2 separate regions of the Sus scrofa genome follow, and region 2 is linked to region 1. The links are chromatin contacts, called in public Hi-C maps. All regions are on one chromosome and are shown on one strand. Each heading gives the region's core, a stretch centred on a gene start, on an enhancer-like site or on the middle of the called end of the contact. The rest is flanking DNA. Distances are from core to core; before and after follow the strand shown. Region 1 has its middle 120 kb from the start of ZC3H12C. Region 2 overlaps LOC110262223 (a long non-coding RNA gene).

Region 1 (5,651 bases), core at 1,766-4,265:
AGGAAACCAACCGTATATTCTACGTACACTAGACATACTGTTTAAATGAACACATGGACATGAAAATTGAAAATGCTATTTCCAATTGCTTGATGATTGAGAACTTTGAAATACATAGATGTAAATCTGACAAAACATCCATAGGAAGTTTATGCTGAAAACTGTAAAACACTCATGAAAGAAGTCAAAGGTATGCTAAGTGAAGGGAGAGATATATTATGGTCACAAGTTGGAAGATAGATCATAGTAAAGGTAGTAATTTTTCCCAAACGGATATGCAAGTTTGATAGAATTTTTACCAAAATCCGAGAAATATTTTTTTTTGTAAAGACATGATTATTTGAAAATTTATAAACAGAAAAAAATAAAATAGTTAAAAGAATTTTGAAAAGGTAGGACAAAATGAAATCAGTCTACTTCATTTCAAGACATTACTTAGCTACAATAATCAAATTCATGTGGAATTTGTTGAGAGACAGACTCAGAGATCTGCTGAACAGATTAGAGATGGTATAAATAGATTCACACCAAATACTCCCAACTGATTTTTGACAAAGGTGCAAAAGCAAGTCAGTGGAGGAAAGGCAGGCCTTCGACAAATGATGCTGAAACTATTGAAGGTTTATAGGCAAAAAAAAAAAAAAAATCAATGGATCTCAAACTTTACATTTTACATAAAAATTAACTCAAGGAGTTCCCTGTGGCAAGTGAGTTAAGGTCACTGCCACAGTTAAGGTCACTGCCACAGTTGAGCTGGCAAAGAATTCTTAGACTTAATACTAATATTAAGATCGATAAAAAAATAAAATGGACATCATTAAAATTAAGCACTTTTACCTTGAGAAACACCCTGATGGGAGGATAGAATGACAAGCTACAGATTGAGAGAAGATATTTGCAAACCACATATCTGACAAAGTACTAGCCTCAAGAATGTATTTAAAAAGTGAACTCTCAAAACTCAATGGCAAATAATCAATCCATCTAATTAGAAAATGGGCAAAAGACACAAAGATATTTCACTAAAGAAGATACATGGATGGCACATAAGAAAAGATGTTCAACATCATTAGTTAGTCATCAGGTAAATGCAATATAAATCTGTAATGAGATAGCACTATGCACCTATTGGAATGGCTCAAATTTGAAAAAAAAAAAAGTGACAATACCAAAAACTGGCTAGGATTAGGAGAAACTGGATCACTCATACATTGCTAGTTAGAATAAAAATTGTACAACTTCTCCGGAAAACAGTTGGCAGTTTCTTAAAAAAAAAAACTAAATATGCAACTACTACATGGCTCAGCAACTGCTCCTGGACATTTATTCCAGAGAAATGAAAATTTATGTTCACATAAAATCTTATACATGAATGTTCATAGCAGCTTTATTTGTCATCCGCAAATACTCAAGACAATTTAGGTATCCTTCAATGGATGAATGGTTAAAGAAACTAGGGTATATCTATATCATGGAGTATTACTCAGCAATAAAAAGTAATGAACTATGAACAGTGTGGATGAATCTCCAGAGAATGATGCTGAGTGAAAAAAGCCAATTTTAAAAAGTTGCATACTGTATGATTCCATTTATATAGCAATTTCAAGATGACAAAATTATACAAATAGAGAACAAATTAGTGGTGGCCAGGGTCTAAGGCGTGGGGGTACAGCAGGATGGTAAGGGGACATGGGTGCTGTAAAAGGATAGCATGAGGGATTCTCGTGATGATGGAAATATTGCATCTTGACTGAATCAATGTCAACATCCTGGCTGTAATGTTGTCCTTCATTTTTGTAAATGTAAACATTGGGGGAAATGGACAAAAAGTCCAAGGAAAGCGCAGTGTTTATTGCAGGGCACCAAGCAAAGGAGCCCAGGGCACCTCGTCTCAAAACACCCAAACTCCCCGTGGGTTTCAGGAGAGCATTTTTCAAGGCAAAGTGAGGGAGGAGAGTTCCAGGGTAGGTGGTCAGCTGGTACACAATTCTCTGATTGGTTGATGGTGAGGTAACAGGCCCCATCACAGGAATTAAAGATCAATCTTCAGGCTCCAGGAGGCCTGGGGGCTACATGGTCAAGGTGGTTAAATAGTCAATGCCTTGTGTTTGCTGGAGGTTTTAGCATCTGTAAAACAACTCAGGATATGTGCATCTGATACTATTATCTAGGTATTTAGGAGAAGAGCTAAAGCAAAGGGTGTGAGGGAGAGGTCTGCCCAGGGGGCCCCATAGGGTCCTGCTCCATTACAATACTAGTTTCCTGCATTTCTTCCTACTTTGTATGCACTTGGTATCTGGGTGTTTCTTAGCTGGCACAGAGCAGAGGAAGCAATTTGGCCCCAGTCTAAATGACTGGGCCAGTATCCTGCTGGGTTCCTGTATTATGTAACCTAGCACCAGTGCAGTTTTGGAGAATGAGTGTTTTGGGTTATTTCTTTGGTCTGTTTACTGTTGGAGTTATGGGGTGGGGCGGGGGGGGGAACTTTGTCAGATTAGGCCTCAGCTGTGTATGGGGACAGTTGCCTTTGGGGGGTGAGGAGGGGCATGTCACAAGACTTTCTGCTGCAGAAAGGAAACCAGGTCTCTGAGAACTCCATTTGCTAACATCCTTACAACACTGAATCTGAGAAAGTACATCCTGGAAGGTCATAAAAGAGAGATGATCAGATCAATGTTTGATTTATGCTTCTGAGGGAACTGGTACAGTCACAGCCACAGCACGTGGGTTTGAAGTCAATTTATCAAACAGCTGATGGTGCGGCTCCCTCTCGTGGTCGGAGCCTGCACTGCCCAATGAAGCAAGAGGGCCTCTGGTAACTCGGAAATTAAAGTGAAAGAAAATAGAGCCTTTCTTTCGGTCACTAGCAACTTCTGACCTTCATAAATGCATTGATGAGGTTTATAAAACAGGTCAGCCTCCACAGGCGCCAGGAAGGGAACCCAGGTGATGACTGGTCAACAGTTAACCATCTTTGGCAGAACTCTAAGATGCCTGCTTGCCTTTGATGTGCGGGCTTCCCTTCAGAACTGCTTTATCCCCTGTGCTTCACAACCACCCTCTTCCCCTGAACTCAGCCCATAACACGCACAGTCAGAAGTCAGTGCTACTGCCTTCATCGAGATCTGTGATCTAGGTATCAGGCTTTTACATCTTTCTGTGAAATTAAGTCAATACATTCCTGTTCTCAATGGAAATACATTCCAAGCCCTGTTCTCTAAATGTGGAATTAAAGGCCATTAAATTACAAGCCTCAGGGAGAAGTAAAAATTGGTTAGAGTGGTTAGTTTAGCTCAACACACTGCAGCTCAGCGCTGGACATCTCATATCTTAGAATCCTTGTCTCTGGTTTGTGTTGGGGTCCTGGGGGAGGCAGCGAGCCATGACTTTTAGCATGTGACTCAGGCCCCTAAACTCTTTATCAGCTCTCAAAGTCCTGCTTCACAATGGTTCCTTTGCCCAAAAGTGTCCTCTCCTCAAATACTTTCATTCATCTCGAGACATTTCTTCCTTGTGCTGTTTTTTCTAAAGTGGATAATATATAAGGGTTATCCTGCCATTTGGGAGGCCGTGGCTGGGAAATTTTGGAAGTCGCTACGTCTGGTAAAGGCTCTTTGTTTCATTAGAGTGGGGTTTCCAGGTGGTGGTCCATGAAGGAGACAGAGTTGGAAAAGAGGTGGCTACCCAGCTCTTTATTGTTGTTTGATAAAGTGCATTTTTAAAATGACCACTGCTTTCATGTTCTTTTTACGACAATTTTTATTTTGGAATTTTAAGTACCGTTAAAGGATTTATGCTTTAAAAGACATTTCTGCTTTGGAAAATGAGGCACTAACCAAACCAAACCAAAAAAAAAAACCACAGTTCTGAGCTAAAGAGAACCATGCAATGCTGATAATAACTAACCCATATTGTGCTTTTTGTTCTAAATGCTTTATATTCTGATTTAGTTCGTCCTCATAACAATAGTGAGATAGATTATTATAGTCTCTATTTTACAGGTAGAGAAATGGAAGCACAGTGATTCTGTAAAGTGCCCAATATCACTTTATTAGAAGGAAGCCTGGCTCAAATCTTGGGCTTAAATAAAAGGAACCATTGTGGTCTTGATTGTATGATTTAGGGCAAGTGATTGGAGCACCTCTGAGATTTTCTTACTATAAAATGAGGACAATAATTCTGCTCTGTCTGCCGCATTAAATGTTGTATTACAAACACTTAATGAAAATGTTTTTATTCAAGTATAGTTGATTTACAGTGTTGTGTTGATTTCTGCTGTAGAGGAAAGTGACCCATACATGTGTACACAAGGCCATTTACTTTCCAAATATTTGTTGAGTGTCAACCGAATGTCTACGGGAAACACAACAGTGATGACAGGTTCTTGCCCTCCTGTACTTAATACTCTAATGAGGGAGAGAGAAAACAGATGAACAAAGAAATAAATAAAGTCATTATAAATTGTGCTAAAGTCTCCAAAGGCAATGATGCAGGGTTGAGCTAGAGAACCCCGGTTGAGGGCAGTGGAGGGCAAATAGCCATGGGACTACAGCTATTTTAGATGGAGAAACGGGGTAATCAGCCAAGGACAGAGAAGGTGAGGTGTTAGCTAAGACCTAGAGATCCATGGAGAGCTGGCCTTGGGGAAACATTGGAGAGGGTGGAAGGATAGATTATTCCAGACGGAATGGGGCCAGCTCTATGAGCAGAAACTGAGACCAGTACGATGCCATCCATGAAGTTACTGTACATGAAGGTGTGGAAAGAAACTATGACAAAGAGGGAGTTAAAATACCGTGAAACAAAAACACTGATGTAACCGAATAGTTTGTTGAAACACTTGCGTGTTCTTTGTTTTCTTCTTTCTTATTCTCCTGCACTCAATCTTCTCTCCTTTTTTTAAATTTTTAAATTATAATTGATCCATGATGTTCTGTCATTTTCTGCTGTACAGCAAAGTGACCCAATAATACATACATATAATATACATACATACATACATTCTTTATCTCATATTATCTCCCATCATGTTCTATCACTAGTAACTGGATATATTTCCCGGTGCTATACAGCGGGACCTCATTGCTTATCCTTATTTTGTATTCTAAATGTAATAGTTTGCATCTACTAACCCCAAACTCCCAGTCCATCCCACTCCCTCTCCCTCCTTCTTGGTAATCACAAATCTGTTCTCAGTGTGTGTGAGTCTTTGTTATGTAGATAGATTCATTTGTACCACATTTTAGGTTTCCACGGTATGCGCTATCCTGTGGTATTTGTTTTTCTCTTTCTGACTTACTTTACTAAGTATGAGAATCTCTAGTTGCATCCATGTTGCCACAAATATTACTTTGTTCTTTTTTAATGGCTGATTAGTGTTCCATCATAGATGTGTAACACATCTTTATTTATTTTTTTTTTTGCTTTTTAGGGCCACACCTCAGCATATGGAGGTTCCCAGGCTAGGGGTCTAATCAGAGCTACAGCTGCTAGCCTACACCACAGCCACAGCAATGAGTGATCCAAGCCACATCTGCAACCTACACCACAGCTCACAGCAATGCTAGATCCTTAACCCACTGAGCGAGGCCTGGGATCAAACCCGCAACCTCATGGTTACTAGTCAGATTCGTTTCCACTGAGCCACAGTG
Region 2 (5,309 bases), core at 1,375-3,874, 320 kb before region 1:
TTTTCCTCCTAAGTAGAACAGCTCTGTCTGCCCCTTGCAGATGATAAGGCCTCTAAACGGTTGTGTCTCTGCTGGCCTGCCAAAGAAAGCCACTTGACTCTTTCAAGTTCACAGCCTGCATGTGCGGGGGAGGGGGTGCAGCGGGGTGCCTGCCTATCTCTGTCATGCAACCCTCTGTTGTTCTCTTATGACCCTACTTTGGGTCCTTCGAGGAGGCACATGCCCTTCACTCCCTTTCCCCCATCTCAGGCTGCTCCTCTAGGATTAGGGAAGCTTTGATCTTTTTTCATCCTAGTATCCAAGAGCAGGCTCTTCAGCACTGAAATCTCCCTCAAGCATCCTTGATCAGTCTCTGATTAGGGCTCATGCAAATATGACTTTCCCTATCCTAGAGGTTAGAGGACCCAGTCTTTTTATTTTTGTATCTTTCAGAGCCCAACATGAACTGACACTCATTAGCATTCCATAAATGTTTGCTGGAAAAAAAGTTGGAAGGAAGAGGTGAAGGGAGGGAGGAAGAGGGAGAACAAGGTAGGTACCAGGTCCTGCTTATCACTCTAGGTGTTCCTGAAAAAGGTACAACAATGAGGTCACCTCCCTAGTTCCAAAAACATTTAACAGTATTTATACATTATTTATCTATTTATCTATATGTATATGTATATGCATCTATCTACCTATCTATAGCTGTAAGCTTTTTTTTTTTTTTTCTTTTTAGGGCAGCACCTGCGGCATATGGAAATTCCTGGGCCAGGTGTTGAATCAGAGCTGCATCTGAGGTCTACACCACGCCATGGCAATGCCAGATCCAAGCCAAATCTGTGATTTCTGCCATAGCTTGCAGCAACTCTGGATCCTTAACACACTGAGTGAGACCAGGGACTGAACCCATATCCTTCCGGATCCATGTCGGGTTCTTTTTGTTTGTTTGTTTGACTTTGCCTTTTCTAGGGCTGCTCCCTCGGCATATGAAGGTTCCCAGGCTAGGGGTCGAATCGGAGCTGTAGCCACCGGCCTACACCAGAGCCACAGCAACGTGAGATCCGAGCCATGTCTGCAACCTACACCACAGCTCACGGCAACACCGGATCCTTAACCCAATGAGCAAGGCCAGGGATCGAACCCGCAACCTCATGGTTCCTAGTCGGATTCGTTAACCGCTGCACCACGATGGGAACTCCCATGTCAGGTTCTTAACCCATTGAACTACAACAGGGACTCCTGGAAGTATTGATAACAGTGAAATGATTTTAATTTTAATCTCAGAAATCACATTTAAAATTTAGGAGATTGTGTCTGTGTGTGTAATTCTGCCTTAGCCTGGGACTGTGAGGGCTGAAGCACAAGTATGAGTGGAGTCCAACAGCAGGATGCAGAGATTCAGTTCTTTTTACAGGTATGCTATGTAAACCTGGGTGAGAACACTCTCAGAACTGTTAAAATGAAAGTAATTTTAAAGGCTATTGCTCTTAGAGTAAAAATGATAATGCATTTTAAATAGTCAGTTTGAGATTTCCCGTCGTGGCTCAGTGGTTAACGAATCTGACTAGGAATCATGAGGTTTCAGGTTCGATCCCTGGCCTCGCTCAGTGGGTTAAGGATCTGGCGTTGCCGTGAGCTGTGGTGTAGGTCGCAGACGCGGCTCAGATCTGGCATTGCTGTGGCTCTGGTGTATGCCGGCAGCTACAGCTCCGATTGAACTCCTAGCCTGGGAACCTCCATATGCCGCTGGAACGGCCCTAGAAAAGACAAAAAGACCAAAAAGTAAAAAATAAAGAAATAGCCAGTTTGAAAAGGACCCATGACGGTGATCATTGTGCTTTCTGAGTTCTTACAATGGACCATATTCTGTCATTTGAGTTTTTTCCATTCTCACTTTCTCCCCACCACAACTTATACATCTAGAACTCCTGACTTTTGGCTGAGCAGTACAATCATTCGTTCCCACTACTTCTGTATCTGAAATGACTTTAAGTATTTATTTATGTATTTATTTATTTATTTTTGCATTTAAGGGCTGCACCCGAGGCATATGGAGGTTTCCAGGCTAGGGGTCTAATCAGAGCTACAGCTGCTGGCCTACACCACAGCCACAGCAACATCAGATCCTTAAACCACTGAGTGAGGCTAGGGATCAAACCCCCATCCTCACGGTTCCTAGTTGGATTCATTTCCACTGCTCTGAAATGACTTTAGAATCTGTTCCTGGCCTCTCTGTTCCCACTGTGACTCCCCTATCTTTTAATAATTCTCGCTTAACTGCAGTAGCCTCTTTAACAATCATTCTCTGTTTTGTCTGCTTCATCCTAGGACATTTAAACAAATTTGAACCATGCATGCCATGTACCTCTAGAAGCATGTAAAAGCTCAGCTTTTGGCTGCAGCTATCTTGGCTCTATCCTTTAATAGTCTCTGGTCTCCAGTCCACACCATTCCAGCTCCTGACACCAGTCACAGACTCCCCTGCCTTTGACTACCTGGGCTTCTCTTTTACCCTGCATTCTCTTTGACTTAACATCATTTTTACTCACAAACCCATATCTGCAACCCTGGGTAAAAAGTATTTTCATGGCCTCATTCTGCCTATGATTACTCATTCTAGCCCGCTAGCCTACTCATCATGGAAAAATGAGACTAGGCAAAGTCTGTCATTACAATGGCATTCCAGCACTCAAATTGTAGCATGGTACTCTCTGATTCCAGTGCCAACAGCAAAATGTCAGTGTGGTTGTTCAAGGTTTGGGGACTTGGCTGGGTATGAGACACAAATGATCTTTGATGACAGAGGCTGGTGGGAAGGAAAAACAGAAGCCACCTTTTTGGGAACACCCACCACTGGGATGGAAGGTGGACTGGGAGGAGCTGACCATGCTTTAAAAGCAGACCCTGGAGAAGGCTGTTAGGGAGCAAAGGCAGGAGGTCTCAATGGTCTCAGTTACCAATCCAGAAGCTGTGGATGCTGCCATGAAGGCAGAGGGGGCTGGTGGTCAGCCAGCCTGGTAACAAATTACACTGTTCAAGTTTTTACCATAAAAAGCATACAGATAAATCCCTGCTAAAGACTCCACTCTTTTCTCCAATAAATTGTTAGTCACCAGCTCTATATCAGGCATTGTGTTAGGTATTGAATACACAATGGAAAAAGAAAGCAGGCATGGTGACTTCCTTGGCAAGTTTTGTCAAACAACTTGGCACACACCATTCTTCTTTATTGTCTTGTCAATATTAGAATAGGTTTTGGACTAGTAGATGTGGCTTCTAGCCAGTGCATTTATGCAAACAGTTCTCAGATGTGCCACAAATATGTGGCCAAGATAACATTATAGCCTCTGTTCCTGCTCTGGAAGAAAGACACAATGTTTCAGAAAAAAACAAAAAAAAAAAAAAAAAGAAAGAAAGAAAGAAATCCTTCATAGACAAATAACAAAAATACACATTCGTGGTTTCTGGATGCCTTGAATTTTCCAAGCAGTTTTTCCAACTGGCCATCTGTCTATATTCAGTTCAAAAAAACACCCCAACCTGGAATCTTGGATAGTTAATCATCACAACACAGTTTTCAACAATACACCCAGATGTTTATGCTAACTGTCGAGAGGACCTGGTGACCCAACATGAAATGATTTCATGTTGAACTTGCTTCTCACAGCAAGATGAGTATCAAGAAAATAGTCTCTTGAGAAGAAACTAGTTCATATCACTAAGAACCCATGTCCAATGAGAAAGAAGACTTACGTAAATAAAGAGCCACATCATATTCTTGGCCTGAAAGACACACATTGTAAAGATGTCAGTTTTTCCTAAAACCAACCTATAAATGTATTACAGCCCAGTAAAAACTCTAATGGAATTCTCTTGGAACCTGGGAAAACAATTTTAAAATTTGGAAGAATGAAAATGTGCACAAATAGCCAGGAAGATCCCAATCAAGAAGACTATTAGGGAGGACTGTGCCAGTTATTTAAACGGCAGTATTTACTGCTGAGATACTGCTGCAGGAGTAGACAGACAAGGAATATGACAAAATATTGAATACAGAAGTAGATATGAATGAGATTTGATTATATAATAAACTGGTGGAAAGAAATGTGTTATTTGGACAACCACTTTAATCATTTGGAGAAAGAATAAAGTTGGAGGCCTACCTTGAACTTCCAGATGGAATAAAGGTTTAGGGTACTGAAAACTTTTAGATGAGTATTTTTATAATGCTTAAGTGAAAGAGGGCTGGATAGCCTGAAACCGGGCTGTCCCGGCCCCAGGTCCCTGCCCTGTCCCCCCACAGGCAGGATTCCCCATTGTGAGTGGTCTCGATGTGACAGACAGAGTGCCCTGCCTGGACTTGAAGAGCTGAGGAAACCAGTCTCCCTCCGGCTCACACACATGGCCCGGTAGGAACTCCCTGTGACTTGCTGACTGAAGAAGAAAGCCTGAGCCTGGTTCTCAGAGGGTCCTTCCCTGATTAACAGACACCAGCTATACCACGTTAGTACATCTCACTGCCCACCTTCCTGGAGAGCAAGGGCCTCTGGGTTTAGAGTCCAAGGAAGAGCCTTCTGCTGAGGGACACATTAAAGATTCCACTGAATTGGAAAACAGAACTCCTGCCTTTTCATTTCTTGGCACACAGACAAAAAGGAAAGTTCAGGTGTAGCCTGGGCAATCAATTCTGACTATAAAGGGAAAGAGAAAACGTTATTGTAGCATAACAGGAGTGGAGAGGTGACCCCAGTATGCCTCCACGTACTCCATGGTCAGTGTCAAAAGTCAGAAGGGGACACACGGAAGTAGTAACACTACACAGTCAGGGCCACTATGTGCACAGATCCCTTGGAAATGAAAATTTGGGTCACCTCAACCAATAAAGAACCCCACCAGCTGAGAAAGAGTGGAGAGCAAAAACTTAGTCTTGTAGTTTCGAGATAATAAATGCATTTTGGGTTATGAATCCCAGGAAGCAGACTGATTAACTTTCATGTGTCAGTATAGCCCCGTTGTAAGCACAAAGTCTGTTCAAGGTTCAGAGAGTAAGGTGCGTCTTCTTGTTTACTCATAGCTCTGCAGAGGAAGTTTATATCATCTGCTATTTTTTAAAATCTTGATCTCTTTTCTCTCTCTCTCATCCCCTACATCCTGGACCCTAGAACTCTCTCCAACCCTCTCTCTTTCTGCTTTATGACACTTTGCTATTCGGTCCCTCCATCTGTCAGCCGATTTCCCCCCTCCATCCACTTGCACCTCATGCTTTCCTCCCCCTCTTACCACGGCTGCTTGGCTGCTTACCTACCACCTCTGAGATTACACTAACA

The links. Hi-C and Micro-C count contacts between places; a contact is called where the count stands out from the background.
Region 2: a contact with region 1 is called in a Hi-C map of embryonic fibroblasts, with 4 times the contacts expected there. The contact joins two enhancer-like sites. A contact is called at or near these places in 1 of 5 promoter capture datasets (liver), 9 of 47 Hi-C or Micro-C datasets (brain, embryonic fibroblasts, fetal skeletal muscle and 4 more) and 2 of 2 datasets of contacts at active chromatin or transcription factors (alveolar macrophages and skeletal muscle).

Annotation. Positions count from the first base shown.
Region 1 is chr9:38,013,770-38,019,420 of Sscrofa11.1, reverse strand. No RefSeq gene overlaps it. Among named protein-coding and RNA genes, the nearest start is that of ZC3H12C, 120 kb to the left of the region's middle. Within about 2 kb of position 3,015, at least 15 of the 83 cell types and tissues checked have an H3K27ac peak or open chromatin away from gene starts, as enhancers often do. A contact at or near this core is called in embryonic fibroblasts, where this site is marked.
Region 2 is chr9:38,331,041-38,336,349 of Sscrofa11.1, reverse strand. The region is part of intron 3 of LOC110262223 (a long non-coding RNA gene); the gene reads left to right. Among named protein-coding and RNA genes, the nearest start is that of RDX, 34 kb to the right of the region's middle. Within about 2 kb of position 2,624, at least 12 of the 83 cell types and tissues checked have an H3K27ac peak or open chromatin away from gene starts, as enhancers often do. A contact at or near this core is called in embryonic fibroblasts, where this site is marked.